2 separate regions of the Mus musculus genome follow, and region 1 is linked to region 2. A link is a contact called in public promoter capture Hi-C data. All regions are on one chromosome and are shown on one strand. The core of a region is the stretch at or near the end of the contact, and the rest is flanking DNA. Distances in the headings are between cores, read along the strand shown.

Region 1 (5,855 bases), core at 814-3,313, 2.2 Mb before region 2:
AGGGAAGGGGGAGGCAGAGCAAAGAGAATACTCAGGAACCTGGAGAGCAAGAGACTGGCACACTGACAGCGCACTGTAGCTGTCTACAGACACACCAGGAGAGGGCATCAGCTCCCACTAAGGATGGCTGTGAGCTGGGAAGTGAACTCAGACCTCTGGAAGAGCACTCAGTGCTCTTTAAGCATGCTGAACTAGAGAAATAGATTTTACCTCCCCACACACACACACACACACACACACAGCCCAAATGGAGAAAGCATGCCTTAAAGTCAAAAATGTCTGCCATTTAAGCTGTCAATACTGGTTACAGAAAAGGCAGATATCTTAGCCAGGCATGGTGGCTCAGCTGTGTGATTCCAGCACTCTAGAGACTGAGGTAAGAGGATTGCCTAGACTTGGGAGGCCAGCCTGGCTGTCTCAAAAAACAAACTTACAACACGACCTAAGTAAAAAAAGCGACACCTTTGTACTATACACTAATCACAGCCAGATCTTAACCTCAAGTGCTTAGAAATTCACCTCACCTAAGAAGACCACAAAGCAACTTTCCTCTTTATATAGAAGTACATTCAGTTAAGCCAAAATACGGAAAGTAAACTGACCTGCCATGCCATTCACATAGTTTATATTGAGTAAGACCAGAATATAGGCAATATCTTAAAATGAACGGCCAGGGGCCTTTTCTCAAATAAAAAAGATGGAGGATGAGAAGAAGAGGAGGAGGAGGAGGAGGAGGCGCAAGAAGAGGTGGAGGAAAAGGAGAAAAGGAGAGGAGGAAGGAAGGAAGGAAAAAGGGGGAAGGGAAAATATCTTTGAAATTTCTGAAAACAGAAACAGGTTACCCTGTTACCTCCTGGGTATGGTGGGTAGGAAGGGTAGAAGATTTCCATATATACTGTACTGTGTTCCTTTTGAACACAGAGCCGTTTTTGTAAACTAGTTACTGTTCCGTAGTCTCAGTCACTCCGAAGGCAGGAGAATATTTCAGGCATAGAGTTTGGGGACAGCCTGGGCGACACAGCGAAGAGACTCAAGTTCCCCGCCCTCCCAAACCCAAATCCATCAACGAACAAACATCCAGTCAACGGGAAGGAAAAGTTAAATGAAAAGACAAATTAAAACCAGAAAACAAGGGATAAGAGGAAACGGTGCACTTTCGCTTCGGACCTCAACAGAGAAGAGGGGCTGAGCTATGCCACCCACGGCGCCCAAAAAGACGCTCGCTGACAGGCAGGCAGCCCCGCCCCCCGGAGCCCCGAAGGTGCCGGCCTCACCTCCGCTATCCGCGGCCTCGGGGTCCTGCTCCGCCTTCCGTTTGAGCTTCTGGGAGGACGGGCTGACCGGGGCGTTCCCGAGCAGGTACTTGTGCTCCTGACCCCGTAGGTGCTTGAGGTAGCGGTCCTTGAGCGACTGCCAGGAGTGCTGCGTGAGCGAGCTCTTCTCCATCGCTTTCCACAAGGCATTGCCTGTGACCGAGCTGGGCGAACGGGCGTTCTCCTTCACGTAGGTCAGGATGGCCACATCTTCCGCGTCGGTGTAGGCGATGCGCCCGGTCAGGGGCTGCGGCTCCGGTTCCGTGGAGCCCTCGGTGGAAGCCCCGGGCTTCGGATCGGACGCCTGCTCCGTCAGGCCCAGCCGATAGGCCTCCAGGTCCAGCTTCTCGTTGCGATCCACGCAGTCTAGGATGTACTGCGTGGAGATGAAGTCGCCCGAAGCCTCGGCCAGCGCCTCCCCGGGCTGGGCGAGAAGCACGGCTCCGGGTTCCTGCACCCGACACACGGTGCCGCCGCCGTGCAGGATGAGCGTCGACAGCCGGCGCTTGGCCGAGCTGGGCCGCACGTAAAACGACATGGCGCTGCCGTCTTCTCTCACGAACAGAGTGGAGGAGTGAGTGGGCCCATTGGGGTCTTTACCCAGATCCATCGCCTCCGCCATACCTGTCGCCCCGCTGTACAAGTAAAGCGCAGAAACGACACCACTAAGACGGACTCTCCGCCGGAGGAGCCCAGCACTGCGCCTGCGCAGCGAGAGTCCGGCCGAGGGCCCGCCCTCTTTCCCGGAAGAGGCAGGACTTAGAGCCACGACCTGGAAGTTCTAGTTCTACGCTAGTCATAATTTTTTTTTTTCTGGGTCGGGCCAGTGGGGAAGATGGCCACGCTGCAGGAGAGTGAAGTCAAAGTGGATGGCGAGCAGAAACTAAGCAAGAAGTAAGTGTCGTTGAAGATCTCTAAGTGTCTCTTGTTGCAGTGTTCCGATGGGAAGTGCCTGGAGTTTTCCCGCCAAGGCGACTGTGCCTGGGGTCCCTCTTGTCTTTTCCGGTGGGTGAGCACATGCTGGGACAGAGATGCAGTGCCGTAGAACCTACAGCCTCCAGGATGCCCCAGGAGGATCAACTGCGTGGCTGATGGGTTCCCTGGTCCTAGCCGTAGGGACGAGCATACCTAGGGAAAGCCAGCACAGAAACCGGGAATGGTAGCAAAGAAAAGTGAAACTAACTTTTCCCTACCTTCTAAGAAATGCTCTTTTAATTGAACCACTCCCCCAACGGATAGACTGGAAAATGGTTAAATATCTTTGTTCTTAAAAGAAGAACCTTTACATTATCCTTGGCCTATCCAAGGTTATTCTGCACCTTGGGTGTTAAAAGGGGGTACGTTCTGAAACAATAGTGTACCTACCCATATGTGTCACTCAAAGGATCTGTGACACGGGAGCAAGTGGCCTTATTTAGCGGGATACACCAGGCTCCCTTTGCACTGCTGGGGGTATCTTTGTAAAACACTCCAAATCCCAGAATTGAGTAGGCAGATAAGATTACCCTCCCTTTAACTGGTTGCTTTTAGGACTACACTCTAGTCCACTTGACCCACAGAACACTAGCAATGACTTGAATGTCTTCTTAGTGCCTGGAACTACATAGTACCCTCCAAAGCTGTAGGAAATAACTAGTTTAAGCTGTCACATACCATGGCTGCTTTCGTTAGTACCCTAGCAATAAATAAATCCCCTTATTGATCCCCGAGGGAAATACCAGAAACCTTCTAGATAATAACTGGGTTTCCTTTTTATGGCTGTGTTTCTGCTTTGTGTGGTTTAGAAGGATTTTAAAGAAAATGTTTAAATTTATGGGTTGCAGGCTCCCTGGTTGGTTGTCCTTTGTGTGAGCAGTTTAGTGGATTCCTTAGCGGAGGATGGGTGAGTTTATTAAATCAGTAGTTGGAATTTTGAGTCACAAGCGAAAGAAAGTACCTCAGTTTTCAGGTAATTTAAGGAAGCCTTACTGCTGCTTTCAAGTCACTTTTCTTTCTTTCTTTTCTTTTTTTTTTTGGTTTTTCGAGACAGGATTTCTCTGTGTAGCCCTGGCGCCCTGGCTGTCCTGGAACTCACTTTGTAGACCAGGCTGGCCTCGAGCTCAGAAATCTGCCTGCCTCTGCCTCCCTAGTGCTGGGATCAAAGGTGTGCACCACCACACCCAGCCCTCAAGTTACTTTTCTTAAATATACCTTTGACTTTAATTTACCCGTTAAACACCACGCTGGCACTATACAAACTTTGTCTAATCTCAGTAGTAATCTTGCAAGAGAAATGTTCATGCCCACATTTCCAAGTCAGAAACTACGGCCCTGGGTTTATGAGAAAATGGGAGTTCCCAGCGGTTGTGGGTGTGGCTTAATGGCTGCTTCCATGCACAAGGCTCTTGATTTCCGGGGTACTGCTAATGAAAATATATGTTCCTCGTGTGCTTCCTAGCATTGCTCTGAAGCACTGGGACAGATATCTGAAGGGAAGTCTATACCAAATCTGTGATCCTCGGTTGCCTAATGAAATCAGGTAGTTTTGTTTGTTTTTTGTTTTTATAAGACAGGGTTTCCCTGTGTAGAACTCACAGGCTGCCCTAGACCAGGCTAGCCTCAAACTAAGAGATCTAGATCTACTTGCCTCCAAAGTGTTTGTACCACCACAAGCTGGCTTTTTTTTTTTTTTTTTTTTTTTTCGAGACAGGGTTTCTCTGTATATCCCTGGCTGTCCTGGAACTCACTTTGTAGACCAGGCTAGCCTCGAACTCAGAAATCCGCCTGCCTCTGCCTCTGTGCTGGGATTAAAGGCGTGCGCCACCACGCCCGGCGAGCTGGCTTTAAAATGAACCAGTTTTTACGTTCCCAGCTAAAATAATTTTTGTGCATGTGAATAATATGATATCCCCTTCTTTTTCCTAATTGTCCTTGGCATTTCTTGAAGTTTTTTTCCTGAGGACTGTTTTATTCCAGAAAGTCCCCCAAAGTTAAAAACAGATGGTCTGTCTGCCCAAATCACTTATTCTCAAATGAAAGATTCCTCAAGTTACTGAAACACAGTAGAGTGTGATCCTGGTAGCTCTGAGGCCATCGTGTTGATAACAAGTAAACATGGTGTCTGAGGACCTGCCCTTCCCTCACATGTTCCTTCCCAAGCTCCCAAGTAGCTAGGCCTGTCTAAAATCTGCATTTGGCATTTTCATTATCATCCTGTTGCCAGGAGTCCATCCTCATGGGAGAGACCACACTTCAGAGCCCCACATGTTGCCGTCCACACTGTAGGAAGTTGTGAGCATTTCTGCAGCTAGGCTATTGACTTGCATTTGGGGTTTTTGTTTTGTTTTGTTTTGTTTTTAAGATTTATTTATTATATGTGCGTACACTGTAGCTGTCATCAGACACCCCATAAGAGGGCCTCAAATCTCATTACGGATGGTTGTGAGCCACCATGTGATTGCTGGGATTTGAACTCAGGACCTTCAGAAGAGCAGTCAGTGCTCTTAACCACTGAGCCATCTCTCTCCAGCTGGCATTTGGGTTTCGAATCCCAGATATGAAACGTTTTGTTTTTTTCTATGACAGGACTAAGAACATTGCAGATGTTAGTCAGGAGGGACTGAAGTTCAGAGGGACATTGCACGTTAGTACAAATCATGGCTCCCCTCCCCAGGAGTGCGGGAGGAGCGGGTGTATGCTATTGGTCCCCTCTGACTACACGTCTCTGTTTCCTGCTAGGTGGTGGTAATCAGTAGTTCCAGGGTGTTCCGCCATGTTGATGCAAGCTGCTGTCAGGCTTGTTAGGGGGGCCCTGCGCCAAACCTCATGGGCAGAATGGGGTCAGAGGGAACTTCGACTGGGCCACCTTGCTCCTTTCACAACGCTCCACAAGGACCAGCCACTTTCTGATAGAAGAAGGTTGGTGCCCATTACCTTCTTTATTGCTCCAGGAGCAGAATCTTTCCTTCAGGGTCTTTTAGCTGGCTAAGTCTCTGGACGTGCTAAAGAAACAGAGCTCTCTTGCCCAAGCCAAGACTCCCCTCTTACTCTATGAGTTCAGAGTCCTTCTCCCTGTAGTCCCTTTTCTGTTCTCTTTCTCTTTCTCCCCTTTGACTAATGTTTTTTTGTTTTTTGTTTGTTTATTGAGACAGGATCTTGCTATATAGGCTAGGCTGTCCTCAAATTTACTATGTAATGAAGGCTGGCCCTAAACTAAAGGTCGTTCTGTTTTAGCTTCCCACACTAAGATTACAGGCATGTGCTACACCACCCTGCCTGAGATAAGGAATTTCAAATGCTAGTTATTTTCCCCTTCTTTTTGTCTTCCTGGGGTTTGTTTATCAACTTTGACCTAGTTTTAGTGCTACCTTTAGGGTCTCTTTTTAGACTGTCCTTATAATCTACAAGAGCAAATGAATGAAGCGGAAAAGAGACTTTATCTTAAAAGCTTGTTCACTGAGTTACAGACTGATTAGACCACGGACTGTTAGAAAGATGAAAGTGAGATAGATTGTATTTATTAGAAAGACTAAATTTCTGCCTGTTTTGAAGCTTTCACAATTA
Region 2 (6,396 bases), core at 1,617-4,116:
CATACCCCTTGGAGCAGCATATGCCTGCAGCCCCAGCACTGGGAAGATAGTGAAGTACACAAGTTCCAGGCCAACCTGAGCTACATAGGAAGACTGTCTCCAAAACCAAAAGCTGGGTCAGTACTGGTGGCACAGACCTGTTAATCTTAGCTACTCAAATAAGGTAGGAGGGTCACAAATTAAAGCCAGCCTCAGCAACTGAGCTAAAACCATGTTTAAAAAAAAAAAAAAAAGGCAGGGGGGGGTGGGGAGGGAAGAAGGAAGGAAATAAATGGAAGTTTACTAAACACAAATGTTAACTTCTAGTGCAATTCTCAGCAGCCAAGACAAAGTAGACATTCCTATATGTGCTGATCAGTGGTACACAGAACAGCACTTTGCTAATAATTTGTTTAGCAAAAGGGTACTTTCTCAAGGTAAACTGCAAACCATCTAAGAATGAATGACATTTAAATCCCAGTATGTTAAACCATAACATGAACTGAGTTAAATAACTTTGATAGTTCTTTCAATACTTGTTCAAAAAGTGAACTCAAAAACTGAAAATTTCACCATGCAAGGAGACAGAAGCCCCGAGTTCTTTTTAAAGCAAAAGAAAAGGGAACAACTTTGGAGCAACACACAGAACTCATATCTGACAAGACTAACATAGCTCTGAAGGAACTTCTCAAAACAAATGACAAGAGCACAGACTATCTGCATGAAAACACTGTCCTCCGTGACACTGTATGACCTGTAAGAATTGACCTGTTCTCACAGTTCAAAAGCTTGATAAGAATAAAGCAGCGTCACAGGGCTGGAGAGACAGCTCAACAGTTAAAAGCACTGACTGCTCTTATACAAGACATGGATTCAGTTCCCAGAACCCACACGGCAGCTCACACCTGCCTAGAATTCCATTTCCAGAGGATCCAAAAACCCTCTTGTGACTTCCACTGGAACTGAGTGTGCACATGATACACATATAAATACCGGCAAGACATTCAGATAAAAATATAAATAAATCTTCAAAAATGTTAAATAGAGCATCAATATAAAGTTTACAACTATTGAGAGACTTGACTTGCTTCAAGTTATAAACTTAGGTTTCGAGTCACCTGTGATCTCAAAGAAGTTATTCTCTTTTGCAGATGCAAAAACCTAGGCTGAGATAAAACGGGCTGGGGGGGTGTGATTCAACCACACTCACCTAACTTGAAATGTAGGAAATAACCAGTGAATTATTGTGAAATGTTTTTTATTCACGCATACTGGACTGCAGGAATACTTTAAGAACAGAATTAATGAAGCTATCATTACTTTGAAGATCCACAGGTTTCAAATCAAACGTCTGGCAAATACTCCAGGCAACGGTGGAAATGGATGCTTAAAATCTAACTAGTCTGAGAAAAGTCAACATAAGAAGTCAGCAGCGTTCATTACTATACAAACACCTGAGGGGTGCGGTCACTAAGAGACCATTCAGCTCGCTCTTCTGTTAACTAATCCCTATAGGAACCAAAAAAGTTATCTTCCTTTCTACCTACGTCAGATTATTATTCTCCAAGGGCAGCTTTCCATGCTCAAGCAAATATAACGCTAAAAGAAAAAAATAAATAAAAAGTATCAGTAAGTGCCCCAAAGCTCAGCTTTCAGAACAGAAAGAAATGCAGAAAGTTATTTTCACAGCTCCTTCGCACCCAAAGCCACTTGGCCTGCTTTAAACCCATTTGCTGCGGAAATACACCCTAGGGTGGTTCGACGGCTCTCCGACACCAAGCCCTAACTGGGAAGCAGAACCGACAGTTCCAGGCAATGAGGAAGAGCCTGAGAATTACTAGAAACCGACGTCCGCAGAACCGAGAGTTGGAGAGGAGAGTGAATAGTGCGGTCTCAGGTGAGTTCTTTAAAAGAAAAAGAGAAAGAAGAAGAAGGAAGAAGAAAAAAAAAAAAGCGAAAGTGTTTGGACCAGAAGTTAGTTGGAAGGTTAGAGGGAGGCGAGGCCGATGTCCGGCTTTCAGTGGACGGCACTGCAGGGACCAGGCAGAATTGCCCCTGCGTGGGAAATGCTCAGAGTTCTCAGATCTGACCCGAGTCCCCAACACAAGAACGCTGATACGTGGCTCCGAGAGGACACGCGGGGGTGGGGCCCGGCCCCGCTAAATCCTAAGCTCCCCGAACGGAGCGAGCTTTCAAAGGAGCCTCGCAGCCTGAGAAAGTCAATGGGTTCAAGGAGGCCTGCGGCGGCCAGACCACGCCAAGGGAAGAGGAAAGCGACCGCGCACGACAGCTCCGGCTCTGAAGCTCCCGAGGTCGGCCCTCAGGAAGTCCAAGCAAGCCCGGGGCTCCCGGGTCCCTCCTGACCCAAACCTGGGTCCTCCTCACCCCCCACCCCCCACAGGCTGAGCCCGGACCCCTGGGACTGACAGGAGGTTTCCGGCCAGACGCTCGCGGCTGCGGCAGAGCCCAAGAGCCGACCCGCCCTCGGTGCCGCGAGTGACACTCACCGGCCCGAAACCTCGAAGGAAACCAGCAGCTTCGGGGGCGGCGGCGGCAGTGGCAGCAGGAACCGAACATCCAAAATGGCGGCTCCCTCGGCCTCAGCACCGCGACTGCAGGCGGAGGGATCCCGGGCGAGGAGGGCGCCTCTACCTCACGCCTCGCGCTTCCCCGGGAGACGCCGCTCCCCGGCTCCCTCTCGCCGGCCGCCCCGCGTCCCTCCGACTGCAGCCCGTGCCGTCTCCCACCCCGGATGACCCGAGGACTCGGCCCCCGCCGAGGACTATTTGCCGAGGAGGAGGCGACTGCGCCGGGCAGAGCGACTCAAAGCGTAGCAAGGGTCGGGGCTGTCACTGATGACGCTCGACGCCGCTGCCGAGTCACCGCTGCGAGGAGTCTGAGCTAGCACGCTCCGGCCCGGCCCTGGAGCCGTCGCACTTTGGTTCCGTTCTGGGGGGAGGGGAAAACTGTGCAGCCAGGAAACGGTGGGGGTCACCTGAGGTGGGCGGAGCTCAGCGAGGGAGCTGGGGAAGGCGGAGAGGAGATGCAGGGGAAAGCGCATAGACATGGTGTGACCAGTTTTGTCCGAAAGGATTCCTAAGTGGTCCTCGTTGGCCAGAGGTTTCTGGTCAACATTAGAAACATGCTCCAAGTGGCTTTGGATTCTAGGGTTTTATGGTATCTTCAATTTTTTTTTTTTTTTTTTTTTTTTTTTTTTGCGAAAACAGGTAAAAAGATGAAACCTAAGAATGGATTCCAAGCACAGCACCACCGCCTTGTGCGGCAATCTCACCTACGATCCAGTCCCCTCCTGTGAGGGGAAAAAAGAATCTGGACAAATGTCAGCTAAAACTCTTCCAGAATAGCTTTTCCATCTATGATTGAATGAACTAATGACCTGAAGCAAAGAAAGTCTAACTAGACAGTTCCTGGCGTGATAAATAATTACTAACTTGTGACCCAAGTCTTTTCCATGTGAACCTAGAGATCCTTGATATCTTGGCCCATTTAAAGGAAAGGTGACCTACCTAGAATAAAATCTTTCCGATAGATTGACAACAAAGGTATCCCAGATGTGAATAAAACACAAGACTACACTGAATACCAAAGACCAGGAACTAAGCAAAAATCCTGAGTTTCAAATTTGAGTGTCATAAACAGGAAGTTGCATCTTTTAGACATTCGTTTTTCATGCAAGGATTTCAAAATACAGACGTTGAGCTGAGTAAGTCTAGCCATACAATTTTGACCTTGAATTTCTGGAGCATGCCAAGTGGCTGGAAAGAAAGGATACCAAGGGCACGATCAAATTTATTAAATATTGGTGTCATATTGATCATAAGGTACCATCGTATGTACAACCTAGCCCGCTAAGCAATCTCGTGAGTCAAAGTAAGTAACCAAAGTTTACAAATAATGAGATTTAAGACTTGAGAAAAACTACAACTGTCTCTCACAATGGAGTCTGCCTTAAGATGTCATCTTACACAGAAAATTCACCACACCCCATATACATATTCCAACCCATACCTACCGGTTTATAGAGCAGAATGCTTACGGAATTCAAATCCTCCTACCTTTCTTCGGGGCATCTGTACAGGGCAGCCCTAGGTACACCCTAAGACTAGAAGAACATCATAATGCTAGCACAGTGCAGATTACTTTGAGCCAGGCCTATGCATGAAACATGCCAAATTCACTGTGAAATTTCCGTAAAGGAAATCTTCAAGCAGAGATGCAAGGCAAAGGTAGCCAAGTTTTCCACATGGAAGATTAAAATAGTTTTTATGGGCCAAAATTAAGTGTTTACCATAGCAAACAACAAAAGTTTTATTTTTCTCTTTTCTTCTCCTTCTCCTCCTTCTCCTTCTCCTCCTTCTCCTCCTCCTCCTCCTCCTCCTCCTCCTCCTCCTCCTCCTCCTCCTCCTTCTTCTTCTTCTTCTTCTTCTTCATCCTTTCTCTCCTCCTCTTTTCTCCTCCTCCTCCTCCTCCTCCTCCTCCTCCTCCTCCTCCTCCTCCTCCTCCTCCTCCTCCTCCTCCTTCTTCTTCTTCTTCTTCTTCTTCTTCTTCTTCTTCTTTGTCCTTTCTCTCCTCCTCTTTTCTTCTTCTCCTCCTCCTTCTTCTTTTTGAGACAGGGTTTCTCAGTCTTTCCCTAGAGGTCCAGGAATTCTGTAGCCCAGATTGGCCTCAAATTCACAGCGATCTGCCTGCATCTGCCTCTGCCTCTTAAGTGCTGGGATTAATGAGAAAAAAAAAATGTCTTCTTAAGAAGGACTTGACGAAGCTGTGGTGGCAGCATCTGTAAGCTCAGTTTCTTAGAGGCTGATGCAGAGAGATTGTGAGTTGGAGGATAACCTTGGCTGCATAGTGACTGATCTCACAACATCTCCTCCCTCCAAGAAAAGCTGAACACTCAAAGGAAAAGAGCAACTTAGACCCCTTCTCTGTTGTTCTTATTGTTGTTGTTATCATTTTCTTCACTTACACTTTTCTTTATTTAAATTACTACTCCATAGCCTGATGTGGTGGCATACAACAGAATCCCAGCACTTAGGAGGTAGAGGCAGAATCAGAGTACAAGGTCTTCCTTAGCTATATAGCAAGTTTGAAGCTAACTTCAACTACCTGTGACTCTATCTCAAAAAGATTAAAATTGTAAATATAATCTCACTATCCTAATATGACAGATAGTCAAACAGTATTATTAAATTTAAATTTGAGATGCTGGGGAGATGTTTTGATAGTTTAAAAAGCACTTGCTGTTCTCACAGAAGATCCAAATTCCGATCCCAGCTCTCATGTCAGGCCACTCCAGCTGCTGTACACTGTACCTCACAAAAGTACATGTAGCTTACAATTTACACAAGTATTTCCACAAAGGTTGATTCACTTGTTCAGCATGCACCATGAGCTTGTAAGCCACAAAGATATTATTTAAAAGCTTGGTCTCTGGCACTAGACTGCCTAGGTTTAAAACCTTACCTTAGCTGGAGAGCTAACACAAGAGCATCGGCTAGTCTTGCAAAGGACCCAGGTTTGGTTCCCAGACCCACAAGACAGCTTACAGCTTATCTCTAGCTTTAATTCCAGGGGATCCTGCACCCTCTTCTGGCCTTCACAAGCATTCAACACGTAGTACACATACATACATACATACATACAAACATACATACATACATACATACTACAAGCAAAATACACATGAGATTAAAATAAATCTTTTTTAAAAACCAACCCTGCTTTCCTATCCTTATTGAGTTCCTTTACATCTTTGAACACACCTGCTCCTCAATGTCTGCATCCCTGAAGGAAGCTCATAGGAATATTGGCATCTTTGAGCCAATCTGATAGATGACCTGATACACATAAACCAGTAGCTAGCAGCTAGGTGTAGTGATGCAAGCTTTTCATCGTAGGACTGGCAAAAGCAGTTGGATCTTTGTTAGTTCAAGGTCAGCCTTGTCTACAGAGGGAATTGCACACCAGACTATATAATGAAATCCTGTTTCAAAATGAATGAATTTTAATTTTTTTTTATTTACTTTGAAAAATAAAGCAGTCACCGGCACGGGCTAAGGGGTCAGCAAAATCCATAGCTGTCTTAAGATGAGTTTTTCAATCCCAAGTTTAGAAATATGGAAAGAAGGCCTCAGATAGGTAAAGTGGGCTGCTCCTCTTTTTGTGGGGAGAAGGAGCTGGTCTTGGAGTGACATAAGTTCAATCCCTGAAACCCACATGTTGGAAGGAAGGAGCTGGTTTCTGCTAGTTGCCCTCTGACCTACATGCATATGCTGTGGCATGGTGCATGCCTGCATCCATGCAAAATAAATACAATGTAAGACCAAATAATACAAATAATACCATTCATTTATGTATTTGCTTATGTATTTATGACTGCGTGTAAATGTATGGTATAGG

The links. Capture Hi-C pulls out chosen DNA fragments and counts their contacts.
Region 1: a contact with region 2 is called in a promoter capture Hi-C map of adipose tissue, with 3 times the contacts expected there. The contact joins the promoter of Kars here to the promoter of Ap1g1 in region 2. A contact is called at or near these places in 1 of 484 Hi-C or Micro-C datasets (CD4 T cells) and 1 of 9 other capture datasets (adipose tissue).

What each region holds. Positions count from the first base shown.
Region 1 is chr8:112,007,562-112,013,416 of GRCm38.p6, reverse strand. Kars (lysyl-tRNA synthetase) reads left to right here and starts at 2,063. Exons shown (of 14, transcript NM_053092.3): 1 at 2,063-2,207. The coding sequence starts at 2,149. Terf2ip (telomeric repeat binding factor 2, interacting protein) reads right to left here and starts at 2,058. Exons shown (of 3, transcript NM_020584.2): 1 at 1,275-2,058. The coding sequence starts at 1,935.
Region 2 is chr8:109,775,053-109,781,448 of GRCm38.p6, reverse strand. It overlaps Ap1g1 (adaptor protein complex AP-1, gamma 1 subunit), which reads right to left and starts at 2,866. Exons shown (of 24, transcript NM_009677.6): 1 at 2,487-2,866.